Linked DNA regions of Triticum aestivum: region 2 is linked to region 1. The links are chromatin contacts, called in public Hi-C maps. All regions are on one chromosome and are shown on one strand. The core of a region is the stretch at or near the end of the contact, and the rest is flanking DNA. Distances in the headings are between cores, read along the strand shown.

What was found. A called contact is a pair of places that touch in the nucleus more often than the background predicts.
Region 2: a contact with region 1 is called in a Hi-C map of leaf, with 4 times the contacts expected there. The contact joins the promoter of LOC123165078 here to the enhancer-like site in region 1. A contact is called at or near these places in 4 of 5 Hi-C or Micro-C datasets (leaf, root and an unstated tissue).

The regions. Positions count from the first base shown.
Region 1 is chr7D:613,813,819-613,820,163 of IWGSC CS RefSeq v2.1, reverse strand. No RefSeq gene overlaps it. Among protein-coding and RNA genes, the nearest start is that of LOC123164555, 17 kb to the right of the region's middle. Within about 2 kb of position 3,388, at least 7 of the 8 cell types and tissues checked have an H3K27ac peak or open chromatin away from gene starts, as enhancers often do. A contact at or near this core is called in leaf and root, where this site is marked.
Region 2 is chr7D:614,032,465-614,039,419 of IWGSC CS RefSeq v2.1, reverse strand. LOC123165078 (amino acid transporter AVT6E) reads right to left here and starts at 4,063. Exons shown (of 1, transcript XM_044582705.1): 1 at 1,869-4,063. The coding sequence starts at 3,604. The coding sequence ends at 2,129. LOC123164973 (U3 small nucleolar RNA-associated protein 21 homolog) reads left to right here. Exons shown (of 19, transcript XM_044582600.1): 18 at 1-64; 19 at 281-568. The coding sequence ends at 58.

The sequences.
Region 1 (6,345 bases), core at 2,139-4,638:
GGCTATGTGCGGAAAATCCTATCTGCCACTACGACAGATTGTCGACTTAACGCACACACAACGATTGATTTGGGCCGACCCATTGCATAGATTCCACGTTCCTATTTTTGCTTCCTACTCAGTTTTTTCGGTTTTAGGAAAGGTTCCTGAGTCGGGTTCTATTTTTTGTTTTCCTTTTTCTTTTTAGTTTTCAGCTTTTGCCTTTTCCTTTATTCATGTTTCCTTTTTTGTTTTTCTCTCCTTTTCCTTTTTCCTTTTTTTCTTTGTTATTTTTGTTTCATTTTTTCTTTGTCAAGCTTATTTTATTTTATTTTCAAAAAGTGATTGGAAATTTCAAAAACTTGTTCTTGTCTTTCAAAATTTTGAATAATGTCCGCATATTCGATTTTTTGGAATGTTAATAATTGTTCACGGTTTTCTAATAGGAAAAGTCTCCAATTCAACCGGCTGATTATAATGCTGGTGTCCGCCGCCTGCTGCACCGTCTGATGGCCGCTTGATTCAGTAGTGCTACGGCATGGAGCGTGTTGTTTGCCTGTTCTTTTCACGTGCGTGGTCCCTTGGGCATAGCTAGTTTAACGGAAATGCTTGGTTTCAGCAGGTGGCTCTCTCGTGTGCGTCCGCCTCGTCCTTTGCGACATGTGTCCTGCATGGTCCATCCAGGAATATTTCTCATGGCTCTGTGCGACATCTGTTTTCTGCAATATTATCTATGTTGCAAAAGTTTCTTCCACAACAACACTCATGTTGCACAAAAATGAAGACTATTTTCTTTTGCAACTTGACCGGTGGAAGCTACCCGTGTCTGATCGTGCTGACATGTTTCTGCAACAACGACAGAGTTGCAAAACAGCGTCGACAACAGCGGTACTGCTATGACATCATATTTGATTGCAAAAGATCCTGCAACATCATTCATGTTGCAAAAGTCATTTTCTCAACATCATCTATGTTGCAGAAAGTGAAGACAAGGAAAAAATTCTGCAACACAACCTTTGCTACAAATGTTTCTGCAACATGAGCTTTGTTGCAGAGAGTTCTGCAACATCATTTTTGTTGCAATGATGAGGATGGGCTTTTAAAAAAAAATCCACTGGTTGATCACGCGTACACTTCCGCCGTGTGCGCAATCGTCCGATATGAGCTTGATCAGTCGACGCACAACTGGCCAGGACCTTCACCACTGGACGTGTGCCTGTGCCACTTACAGTTTTTCTGTAATATTATCTGTGTTGCAGAAGTCCTTCCGCAAAAACATCCATGTTTCAAAGAAAATAAGACAAAAAAAATTCTGTAACATCATCGGTGTTGCATAAGTCCTTCCACAATAACATCTCTGTTGGCAAAAAGTTAAGATAAAAAATTATGTAATAGAACCTCTGTTGCAAATTTTTCTGCAACAAGAGGTCTATTGCAATGGTGAGGAAGGGGCCGGCCGCTGGATGGCCCCGATTAAACGGATGCGGAGGCGGCAGATCTTTTAAAAAGGATCCACCGACCGACGCGTAGCGTCGCCCTTTCTAATAGGGTTCAGGATTTTCAAAAAATGTTCAAAACTAAATAAATGTTCATGTTTTCCTATTTTCATAATTTCAAAAAATATTGCGTTTTTCAAAAAAATTACCAAATTCAAAACTTATTTACGTTTTCTGAAAACCTATTCGTGTTTTTAAAAATTGTTCGGAGTTTGAAAAAATGTTTCCATTTTCCGAAACTTGTCAAACTTATAAAATATTCACATTCTAAAAATTTGTTCAACAGTTCAAAAAAGTCATATTTTAGGTCATTGCTTATGTTTTCAAAAATTGTTCGGAATTTGAAAATGTCCTGTTTTTCAAATTTTTTAAAATTTAAAAATGTACCTGTTTTTAAAATTAGTGCACACATTAAAACCTGTTCATATATTTGCTAAACTTGTTTTGCTTTTCAAAACTTATTCCTATTTTTTTAAAAATATTAAGAATTTTCAAGAATTGTTTGCAAAACGGAAAACATCGGAGCTGCAAATATAGGTAGTTTTAAATAATTCGCACTGCATATTTGCAGTAATGGCTAGCTGCTTGCGTTCACCAGAGAGAGGGTCCCGAGTTTGATTCATGGCTAAGGCGAATCCTATTTGGCGCTGCAGGCGCCCGTTAACGGCCCGTATAGTATTTTACCAACGCAAAAAAGTATGCCACAACACGGTCTCGAACCCACAACCTACTGGCTGCAAGCGCTTCGTTCCAACAACCAGGCTACTATCCAAGTTGAACGGTTGTTCTCTTTTTTTCTACTTCATTAGTTCAGTTCGCTTTTTTCCTTTATCTTTTACGCTTTTTCCTTATCTTTTTCTGTTTCTTCTTTTTTTCATTAATGCGCGCGTTTCTAAAATCCCTGAACCTTTTTTATAAATTGATAAACTTTTTTCAAATTCAATGAACCTTTTTCAAATCGGATAAACTCTTTTTAAAATTCGATGAACTTTTTTTTTAGTTTGATGAACTTTTTACAAATTCAATGAACTTTTTTAACAATTCGATCAACTATTTTAAAATCTGATGAACTCTTTTGAAAAGTTGATGTACTTTTTTAAAATTCAATGAAATTTTTGCAAATTCAATGAACTATTTCCAAATTCGATGAACTCTTTTGAAATGTTAATGAACTTTTTTAAATTCGATGAACTTTTTGCAAATCCAGCAAACTTTTTTCCAAATTTGATGAACTCTTTTCAAAAGTTGATGAACTCTTTTTAAATTCGATGAACTTTTTGCACATTCAGTGAACTTTGTTCCAAATTCGATGAACTTTTTTCAAACTCGTGGTCATTTTTCATTGTTGTGCACTGTTTTTTAAAAATTAGTGCACTTTTGATTTCCATTTCATGCACTTATTTGAATACATGAACCCTTTTTACATGAGCCAACTTTTTTATGCATGTTCGTCAACTTTCTAAATTTGTTCACATTTTTTCCATACATTCACGTTTTTCATTAATGTTTTCAAATAAGTCAAAATCTAAGCGAAGTAGCGCTGGTACATTGGTTCTTAAATCAACTTGCGCTGAAGTGAATCGCTAGCAGCCTCTATGTGTACCGGTTTGCCAAACTCGAAGTCGTGCGTGAGGTCGTGAGTTCGATTCACAGAGAGCCTCTTTTTTGGATGTCTTTTCGCGCAATTATGCATTTTTTTCTGCGTGCGTGTTGTGGGCCGACCCATCAGGCGCTGCCGCAGGCGCCAGATGCCTTCGGCGGCGCTGAAGGCGCCGAATAGGTGCTCCCCGTGGCTAACGCTCCACTTTTTTGCAATTTTTACACCACTGGCTGCTCCTTCGTGGACCGGCCCAGCCGAGGGAGTCTCTGTGCGAAGCCCCACGAATCTGCCGCTTAATGCGACACATAGGAGCTTCCGTTGTGTATATCGCTTCCGGTTCTACGCAGCCGCACAAATCTTGCATGGGCCTGGGTCAGTTGTGAAGATGCGGCCCACTCTGCGTGTTCAGTGGACCAGGTCGGAGATGAGATTAGGCTTGTTTCTAGGCCGGCTCAATCTAGCCAGCCCTTTTCTTTTCAAATTAGTAACTGCACCTTTTCTTTTCAAACTAGTACTAGTAGTTTCTTTGTTCTAAAAAAATGACTAGTTTCATTAGATGAATTAGCAACTATTCCTCCTGTGACTGGAACATCTATTGTGTATTCCTAAATAATTCAATTATTATTTTCCTTTTTTTTGTATTACAACTATTTTCGTCATAATAGAATCTACTTTCCGCCTGGCACAAGTTGCAACACACATATTGCATAAAGATAGAACCAACGAATCTAAGATCAGTGAACCAATAACATTAAGAAAAAGAACATTTAGAATCCCCAGCTTTATTACCATATTTTCTTTGGATTTTTTTAGAATATATATTTTTTGTGGCTTTTGATGTTAGCTTGATTATCAGTTCATTTTTGTAATCCTGAATCCTGAGAATGAAAAGGCTGCCTTTGTGGTTAATTGTGGAAAGAGGAAATACATGACAAGAAAGGCTAAAATCAGGGTACGGTATGAAGAAGAAAAGTACACTTAATTATAGTGAGGTTGTCCACAGAACTAATACTAGAGCCACGTCAAACTATGGCATTTTTAACAAGGGTCATACACCTGCCGCAACTCTAGCTAGTGAGACAGGACAGACACTGCACGGCGGTGTTCTCCACACTAGCACCTTCCTCCTCGTCGTCTTCCCGCCGTGCCGCCGCAGGCGATAAAGAGCGCGCAGAGAAAGCAGCCTGCGAGGAACGAGACCAGCACGCAGAGGAGCCCGACCCTGGTGACATGAATGTAGTAGTAGTACGGGGCTGCGGCCGGGCCCTGCTGCTGGTCGGCTGGTGGTTGCTGAAGAATCGCCGAGGCCGCGGCGGCGTTTGGAGTCCCGGTGCCGCTGCAGGCGAAGGTGGCGGCTGGAGAAATGCTAGAGCTGCAGGGGTAGCAGGTGGAGGGCTCGGCCGGCGACGACGGAGACGGCGATGCACAGGATCGCCGCTGGCTGCCGCGCCATTGTCGATCAAGAAGCAGCGAACGGACGAGATAGCTAGCACCTGCAGAGAGTGTGGTACTGTGGCGCCGAATAGATCAAGCACGCCGTGGAAGGTTTATATGGTGCCGTGGTGTCGCCGATATCGTCTACATAGTGCATGTGGGAGGGTGCTCAATATATAGTGGCAGCACGCGTAGCCAATTGGCCTTTCGTGTGCTCGATCGGCCGCGCGCGTAAGTGTTGCTGATTTGTTTAGCGCACTTTTGGCTTAACCCGGCCGCCCGCTCTTATTGATTCTTCTCTCTTCGATTCGTGGACTGATAGTCACCGAGCGGGTCTGCTCTCTTCAGTAGTTGACACTAAAATGGTTCCAGGACTTCCCAAGGGGCAAGACAGTATTACGTATTATACTAGTTAGGAATATACTCTATCCCAATCCCATCCGAAGTGGTTGGCAGGAAGGCTGTGTTTTCCATGCTTGGGATAGGGCGGGCGCATGCAGGCAGATACTCGATCCGTCCTGGCTAGCTAGCGTATATGCACACGTCATCAGCTGACGATACATACCTTTCCATGCACCTCTAGCCGTTGCTGCCAGTACAGGTAATGTATTTCATCGTCGGACTTTGCACACATGTAAAATACATCCATATGAACATGCATGTATGCTTTTTTCAGAATTTTTGAAACTTAAAAAAAGTGATTTTTAAATTTCTAAAAGAACGACCTTGATGCAGCTCGTCCGCCAACATGCCCTACTCCATTTTCTTCTTCTAGGGAAACAAACAGAAAGTGACACTCGGTTCACTTGCTATCCCTCATGTTAAAATATATTGTCCAACCTCTCTCATTTAGTATGGAGTAACAGGTTGGAACATGAATTCAACATAGTATCAGAGCCAAGAGGTTTTGAGTTCATAACTCTGCCAAACACAGTATTAAAAACAATGTGTCCTACATCGATCTCATGTCTAAGGACTAAAAAACCTAAGATGTGAGGGGGAGGGGTTGAAATATATTGCCCCGCCTTCTTTTTAGACTGAAGGAGGCACCCAATATATGAGAACAAAATATGTTATTTAGATTGAAGGAGGCACCCAATATATGAGAACAAAATATGTTATTTAGACTGAAGGAGGCACCCAACCTTGAACATTGCACCAAATAACCAATGCATGCATTAGATACTTAGGTTTTTCATAACAAAACCCATTGAATAATATGCACCTGCAACTTGCTTCCCTTTCCCATTACTCTTTCTCCCTCACGTGCCATGCATTACACCCTCTATGTGCAAGGAAAAATCAAACAATTTGCACTAGTCATTCCTCAATGCATTTCACAGCTCCCCTTCACATCTCTGTTGTTCGCGACCAATACATTTTATGAAGAAGAAACAGTCTTCTCCTCAACTAACTTATCATTGGCGCGCGTCAACCACCGCCGTGGTCGTACACACGTGCTTGCAACCTAGGCCGTGTTGCAGACAACCGAGTGACATGAGGCATGTTGTGGTGGGTAACGCGGCCGACAACGAAGGGCTTTGTTGATGTTGCAATGGTTAGATGGATGGTGAGCGAGTGTTTGCAACATGGGGCACGTTACAATCTCCCAAGCGCAACATGGGGCCCATTACGGTAGTTAGATAGCCGAGCACAACGTCAAGGCGCGGCCATCAACAAAGGGATTTCTTGCGCCGGTAACATGGGGCACATTACAATCTCCTGAGCGAAACATGGGGTGCATTGCAGTGGGCAATATGGGCCGTGTTATAAACAGGCTAGGGCAACGTCAAGACGCGACCACCATTGAAGGGCTTTGTTGCGGCGGCAACATAA
Region 2 (6,955 bases), core at 2,814-5,313, 220 kb before region 1:
CAAAATGTTTCAGAGCTCGCGATGCATGGTCACATTCCTCAGCAACTCGCAGTTTTAGTTGCAGGTAATTTCGTTTCATCCGATTTGCCAAATGAACTAGTGTTATACGAGACTTAGTTGGAGCTAGAAAATATTCTGTACCTCAATTCGCTAACATTGTCGTCACCTAGTTGAGCTTTTCCGATACACTATATTGCTGTAGAAAATGATTTTTTTTCCCTGCAGCTTCTTCTGAACTCTTATTAAATGACTAAATATCCTATTTCCTTGTGGTCGACAGGTCCCGATTTCTGAAATCAATGCATACCTGGGAGTCCATGTGGCTGTTGTACCCTTCTGCTGTACCTCACCGTTTCGTCGTCGTGGTAAAAGCTGCAAGGCATATATACGGTGTTGTTAACAGAGATGACCACAGATTGTGCTCCTGGTGATGATGTAACAGTTTTGTTCCTGTATTCTTTTGTAACATACAGATGTATGAGCACTGTTCAGCGAGAAATATTCGGGAATGTCGCAGTTGCCAGTTAGGCGAAACATCCCCTAAATGTTTATTCAGCATTTTACTTTAGTGATAGCCCTCCGTGTTCATCTTCGGTGTTTTGACTTCTAAAATCCCTCCAGTCCACTTTCGCGTGCGCTATCGAAGAACTTATCACCCTCTTGTTTATAATAAAATTCATTTCGAGATTGAGAAGTCCTGAAAAGCAAATGGATTCCAAGCTGAGGATTAAGGTAACATGTAAAAACAACTTTGATCCCAGTCCCAACTACTACCGCTTGTAGAATGGTGACTATTGGATGTTGGAAAATGCTATCTAAAGTGATGAATCACACGCATAAATCAGAGTCAATTGTCTCGGTTCTCTGTACAATTCTTTCGATGAGAATATGGATATTCATAAAAAATGCTGCAAGAAAAGCCCAGTGTCCACACTTGAAGCTATGTTCATCTTGTAGTTTTGATGATGAGTTCTGTGCTATGTTATCTGGCTGGATGGTGTTCCAGGGTCATCTTCATCTTGTAGTTGTTCTTTTCTCTGCTTTTACTTTTGAACCTTGGTTGTAATAAGCTGGAGGAACTGCTTGTGTGCTGTACCTGACTATTCAGGCTTCTTTCTTGCAATGGAGCCGGGGAGCCATCCCTGTTATTCTAAAAAAAAGAATATCCAGAGTTGAAATGACAAGCTCCAGCAGATGAGAATGAGAAAGATTGCATTCTCTGAGCTCAACATTCATCATATCATGCGCATAGATGGATTTTCAGGACCACAAAATTAACAATCTAAGGAGTAGAATTTATGAATGCAGCTCTTATCATATCATAGGCAGACAATTAACCTCAGTACAAAAGCCGGGTTGATTAGCTGTTATATATTCCCTCCGTCCCAAAGTGACTGTCTCAACTTTGTACTACAACAGTTATTTTGGGACGGAGGGAGTATCGAACAAGAACAAGTAGCAAAAAGTACATCAAAGGAATCTGGTCCAAAGGTTCTCAAATTAGAAAACTTTAATTTCAGTCCCCACTTGGAAAAATGATGTGTAAAATAGATGAACCACATAAACATATGTATCAGAGTAAACTTTTTCTCAAATCTGTCTGTATAATTGTTTCAGTGAGAATATAGATAGTCATAAAAAAATACTGCAAGAGTATCCAGAGTCAGATGACAATGACAAAGATACATTCTCTGAACAACATTCATCATATAATGCACAGAGATAGGTTTTCTGAATGCAAAATTCATTAATAAGGTGGATTTTCTGAATGCAGCTTTCATCATACCATAGGCACACAACCTCAGTAGAAAAAACCAAGGTTGATTCACTGCCTCGATCAGAAAGTAGACCCAGGATACACATGTATATATATCTAAGAATAAGCAGAAGATCAAAAAATACATCAAAGAATCTGGTCCAAAAGTACAAGAATGCCCACCAACAACATGTCAGCCATCACCCATGAAACAACCCTGTAGATGAAGAAAATGTATAGTATGATGAGCTTTGCTCAGCAGCTCAGCTGGAACTGGTGTACCTGCTAACTATTGTATTCTGGCAAGTGGTAATACAGCCTGGGTATAATAAGCCCTACAAATATAGCTCATCCTGATGATCCATCCATCACTCACTCAGACTTGCTCCTCAGGCTGTACACGTTCCCCACGACCCCGACGACGCTGACGACGATGGCCAGCCCCAGCATCCCAAGCGACAGGAGCCGCTCTCCGCGCCCCAAGCATTCCCCCTCCTTGTCCAGCCTCAATGCAACAAGGGCGGGGAACATGAAACCTAATGCCAGCCCCGTTGTTGCGCCGGTGAACTTGAAGGCCATCCAGATGTTGGGTATCATGGTGGAACCCAGGTAGATGAGGGCCAGCAGCACCACCGTCAGGGAGAGCATCCTCTTCCTGCTGTGGGGCGCGAGCTCGCCGAAGACCAGCGAGTCCACCGTCTGCCTCAGCGAGAAGTGGACGACCGGGAAGACGAGAACCAGGTGGACGATGTACCCGATCCTCACAATGTAGTTGAGCACCGTGCTGAACTTGATCCCGAGGTCCTTGTCGAAGTTGGTGAGGACATCGGACTCGGTGTCGTCGCCGAACAGGAGGTACCCCGAGATGGCGGTCAGCGCGTACACGACGACGCAGAGCACGGTGGAGATCCGGCTGACATTGTACATGTTCTGAGGCGTCTTCTCCTTGAGCTCGTTGTAGATGGGCTGCACGTTGAAATGGCAGATGTAGGCGTTGGTCATGATGGGTATCACCACGAGAAGGTCGAGGATCGCCGCCCTTGAACTAAAATCCGGCCCCATCCTCGGCGCGGCAAGCTTGCCCTCCACGAGCTTCACCGCCGCGATCATGCACGAGACGGCCACAAAAACAACGGCGAGCCCGACCGACGCGGCAGACGACAGGCTCAGCGAGTCGATCTTCTCGAGCGCGCACAGCGGGGCGAGGAACACCACCAGAACAAACAGGATGAGCAGCCTGCGGTTGTCCCACTCGCCGTGGCCGACGAGCTGGTCCATGACGCCCATGTGCTTGAGCGAGCCGGACATGACGTCCCCGATGATGATGAGGTAGACGACGAGGATCCCGGCGTTGTTGACGACGATGCAGAGCTGCGCGACGACGCTGGCGGGGCGGCCGAGCGCGCGGTGCACGAGCTCGCCGTAGGAGAGCGCGCGGCAGCGCACCGCGAACCGGACGAGCAGCTCGATGGTGACCTCGGAGAGAACGCCCATGACGAGGATGGAGACGAGGCCCACGGCCACGCCGAGGACCTTCATGGTGGCCGGCAGCGCCATGATGCCCGCCCCGATGATGGAGGTCGCGAGGTTGAACACCGCGCCGGAGACGCCCGAGCCCTCCGGGGGACCCGCCGGGCCGTCGTCGCCGATGAGCGGCAGTGAGTCGTGCTCGCCGGGGGTGGCATCGGCGTCGTCGTCCTCGACCTCGCCCAGGAACGAGTCCTGCTTGGTGAGCTTGGCGTGGCCGTTGGCGGAGGCGCCGGATTTGGGCGGCGGAGGAGGGTGGGCGGACTGCAGCTCGATGGCGGTGGCGGTCAGCGGGAGCGCCGAGTAGTTGGAGTTCACCATGGTCCCCGGCGCGCCCGCCCGAGGCGGATCGACGGACTGGAAGGCGGCAAAGAAATCCTTCCGCCGCAGCCAAGATTAGGGGTAAAAAAATGGAGATTCACGCCCAATCTAGCGCTCCTCCAGGAACACCGGACCGCGCTCGATCGGGGCGAAGATCCCGGCCCCCGCCGTCCCAGCCGGAGAGACCTCACGTGGACCCGGCCGGCATTGGCGAACGCCGCCCGCCGCCGCGCAGGGAAATCTCGGTTCTTCCTGGCGAGATTTGGGCGGGCGGAGCCGGGAAGATCCGCCTGCTTCGTTAGCGCCGAGATCGGAGCGTCAGATTCAGGGCGGGAGGCAAGAGGATGGTAGGCGGATTGGTGGATTGCTTGGGATCGAGGGGAGGAGATCTGAGCTCTCCGTCCGTCCCTCCCCTGTTCTTGCCTCCCTTTCTTCAGGGAAGGAAGGAAGAGTATGCATTGCCAGGCAGCGCTACGGGTCGATTTACGTTCATTCCTACTCGTAAAGTTGGGCGCACCAACCACGTGGGACCCGTGCCTCACTGGCAGGTGGGGACAGCGGGTCCGTCTGCTGCTACTGTAGCACGCGGGTAGGAGGGTAGACCGTAGACGTAGACGTAGAGGCACTCTCTTCTGTCGCCCGGGGCTGGGCACGTGGGAAGCGCCGGCCGAGCACATCTCCCCCCGATCCGATTGTCCGCCGGTCACCGACGGGTGGGGCCCGCGCGGTGGCTGCTGTCTCCTTACGTGGCCTCCTTCGCTATTTTAACCTTGTCAGAAAACTTCAGCACACAATGAACTCCTCGGAAATTTATTTCACGATCTGATCTTTTTTTATAACGCCATAAGCCGTGGCGTTTCCGCTCCATTTGCAACCGTCGAACTAGCCTGCGTTGCTCCTCTTCATAAATAAATAAGTGGCAGATGTGAACGAGCTACTTCAAACGCCACTTTCATATCTGGGCAGCAACACCGCATCCTTTGGTGTTTCCAGCAACGCCGCACACGCTGGCGTTTCTGCCCTGCCACGTAGCATCTCGACCAGGCCGGTAACGCGGATGGGTTTGGCGTTTTCATGTAGTGCAGCAACGCCACAGGCCGTGTCGTTTTTGAAAAGGGTCAGATCGTGAAATAATTTTGTATGGAGTTCATTTTGTGCTAAAGTTTTCCCGCAAGGTCAGAACATTGGAAAAGGCCCCTCCTCCCATCTTGCGTCGTGGGCCCATCTGTCAGTGTCGCGGTCCATCGCCCCGATATGCATTTCAGCGGCAATTCACCCGAATTTCTCAAAAAGGATTTTGCTACGCTTATTCTTCTACGGGGATCATATTTTGGTGAAACCTTCAGTATAATTGCTGCTTTGGAATAGAGAAATGGTTCCTCCGCAAAAAAAGGGAGAGAAATGGTTGAAAAAGTTTGCCTAGGAGAATAAAAGATAATCTCCCACCCGAGGGGACGAATTTCTAGGTCATACGTTTTCAAAATTTTAAGCACAATGTTTATAGAAGGCGGAGACAAATTACAAGAAAACTCCCCATTGCAAACAACAAGCGTAGCACAGGCTCCACACCAATGTCGTCCGAAGACAAGCCACCGCACACATCACAACTATAACACGAGGTGCCTACTCTAAGCCGAAAGACAAAGCCATGTCTTGGCCAACACCGGACGCCCTTGATCAGTGCGCCATCCACCCATGTTTGATTGCATAAAAGCGGTTGGCAAGTAGGTGACGAGACTTGGTCGGTCTCGAGAAAGGCATCGTCTTGGCTGCACCAACACAACATATGTAGCACCCCTGAAGCTCAACCTGGGATATTAACGAGCACCAAAGGATCGCAACACAGGACCTCCACTCCCAAGAGGAACGACGTCGAGAACGCCCCATCGCCGATTCGAAACTGAACCTAACCTTTCGTCCGAAGACAACAACCAAGCACCAATGCGAGGGAGGGAGATGCCGACACACCAACCACGTGGGGCCCGTGCGCGTTCGACCTCACTGGCAGGTGGGGTACAGAGGGTCCGGGGGCTGCTACTGTAGCACGCGGGTAGGAGGGTAGACCGTAGACGTAGAGGCATTCTCTTCTGGGGAAGGCACGTGGGAAGCGCCGGCCGAGCACATCTCTCCCGATCCGATTGTCCGCCTGTCACCGACAGATGAGCCCGCATTGACATCATACGCTCTACTGAAATAGATTTCGCGAAAAACCAACCATATCCGATCTTGGTTGGCCTTTCACCCCTAACCGCAAGTCATCCCCGTATTTTGCCACATACGTGGGTTCGGTCCTCCAAGGCCTGTTAGAGCTCTCTTCAACCTGATCATGGCTAGATTGATCGGTTTCGGAGTACACTTGAAGGATATGGCTAAGAAATACTTTTCTTTCCAGATGTTCTTCGCGTACGGTAGCATACTGTCGCAGAGAGCACTTTAATTGTTTATTGGCTGTAGAAAAAACAATTCTCGGGTTACCTATCAATCAGCAGGGCTACGGGTACGTGCTAGTGGACGTGGCAGCGGAGCCAAGTAGTCTACACGTACACAGATATCTTATCATGTTCGGTTTGATCTGACCACGAAATAGACAAACTATGCTCATCAGATTCATTGAACGATTTCTGGTTGACCAAGCGCCGCTCGAAGCTTCCGAATTCCCTTTCGTAACAAATTAAAAAAACAACTACTCCCTCCGTCTTTTCGAAAAAAAAAGAAAAGAAGGAAAACTACTCCCTCCATCTATCAAATCAGCGGCACTTATTTTGAAACTGAGCGAGTACTGTATATTAAGCACTTCATTTTGTTTGGCTAGATTGCGAGAAGGTTGCAACCCACCCTCAAAGCCTTTCTTCATCTCGCAAAAGAAAAAAAAAACATGGGTGCAGCTTTTCCAGATTTACTCCACTGCTACAACCACTGTATTATCTAAGCCCTGAACCACATGCTGTGTTCTTGGGCTTTGCATCCAAAGGTGAAGCTGTCAAGAGAATGGAAGCAAGTAGTGCCACCGTTGCTCACAAGATGATTCTTCACTTCAGAGGAATCTCTCTACCATGTGAATAAGAGTTGTTTACAAGCACAGCCTCCCAAGATCGCTGCATACTCTTCCATAAACATCTGCCTGGTTGTCTCCTTTACTAAATCATACTTCCTCCGTCCCAAAATAAATGTCTTAACCTTAATACAATTTTATACTAAAGCTAGTGCAAAGTTGAGACACTTATTTTTGAGACGGAGGGAGTATGTAGTACTATAGTACAGCCTGACTGATGCTATGTAGAAGAACACTGTTAAGCTGCAATTGCAACAACCGGTAAAATAACCGGTTGGCGTTTCATTATGAGCAAAATA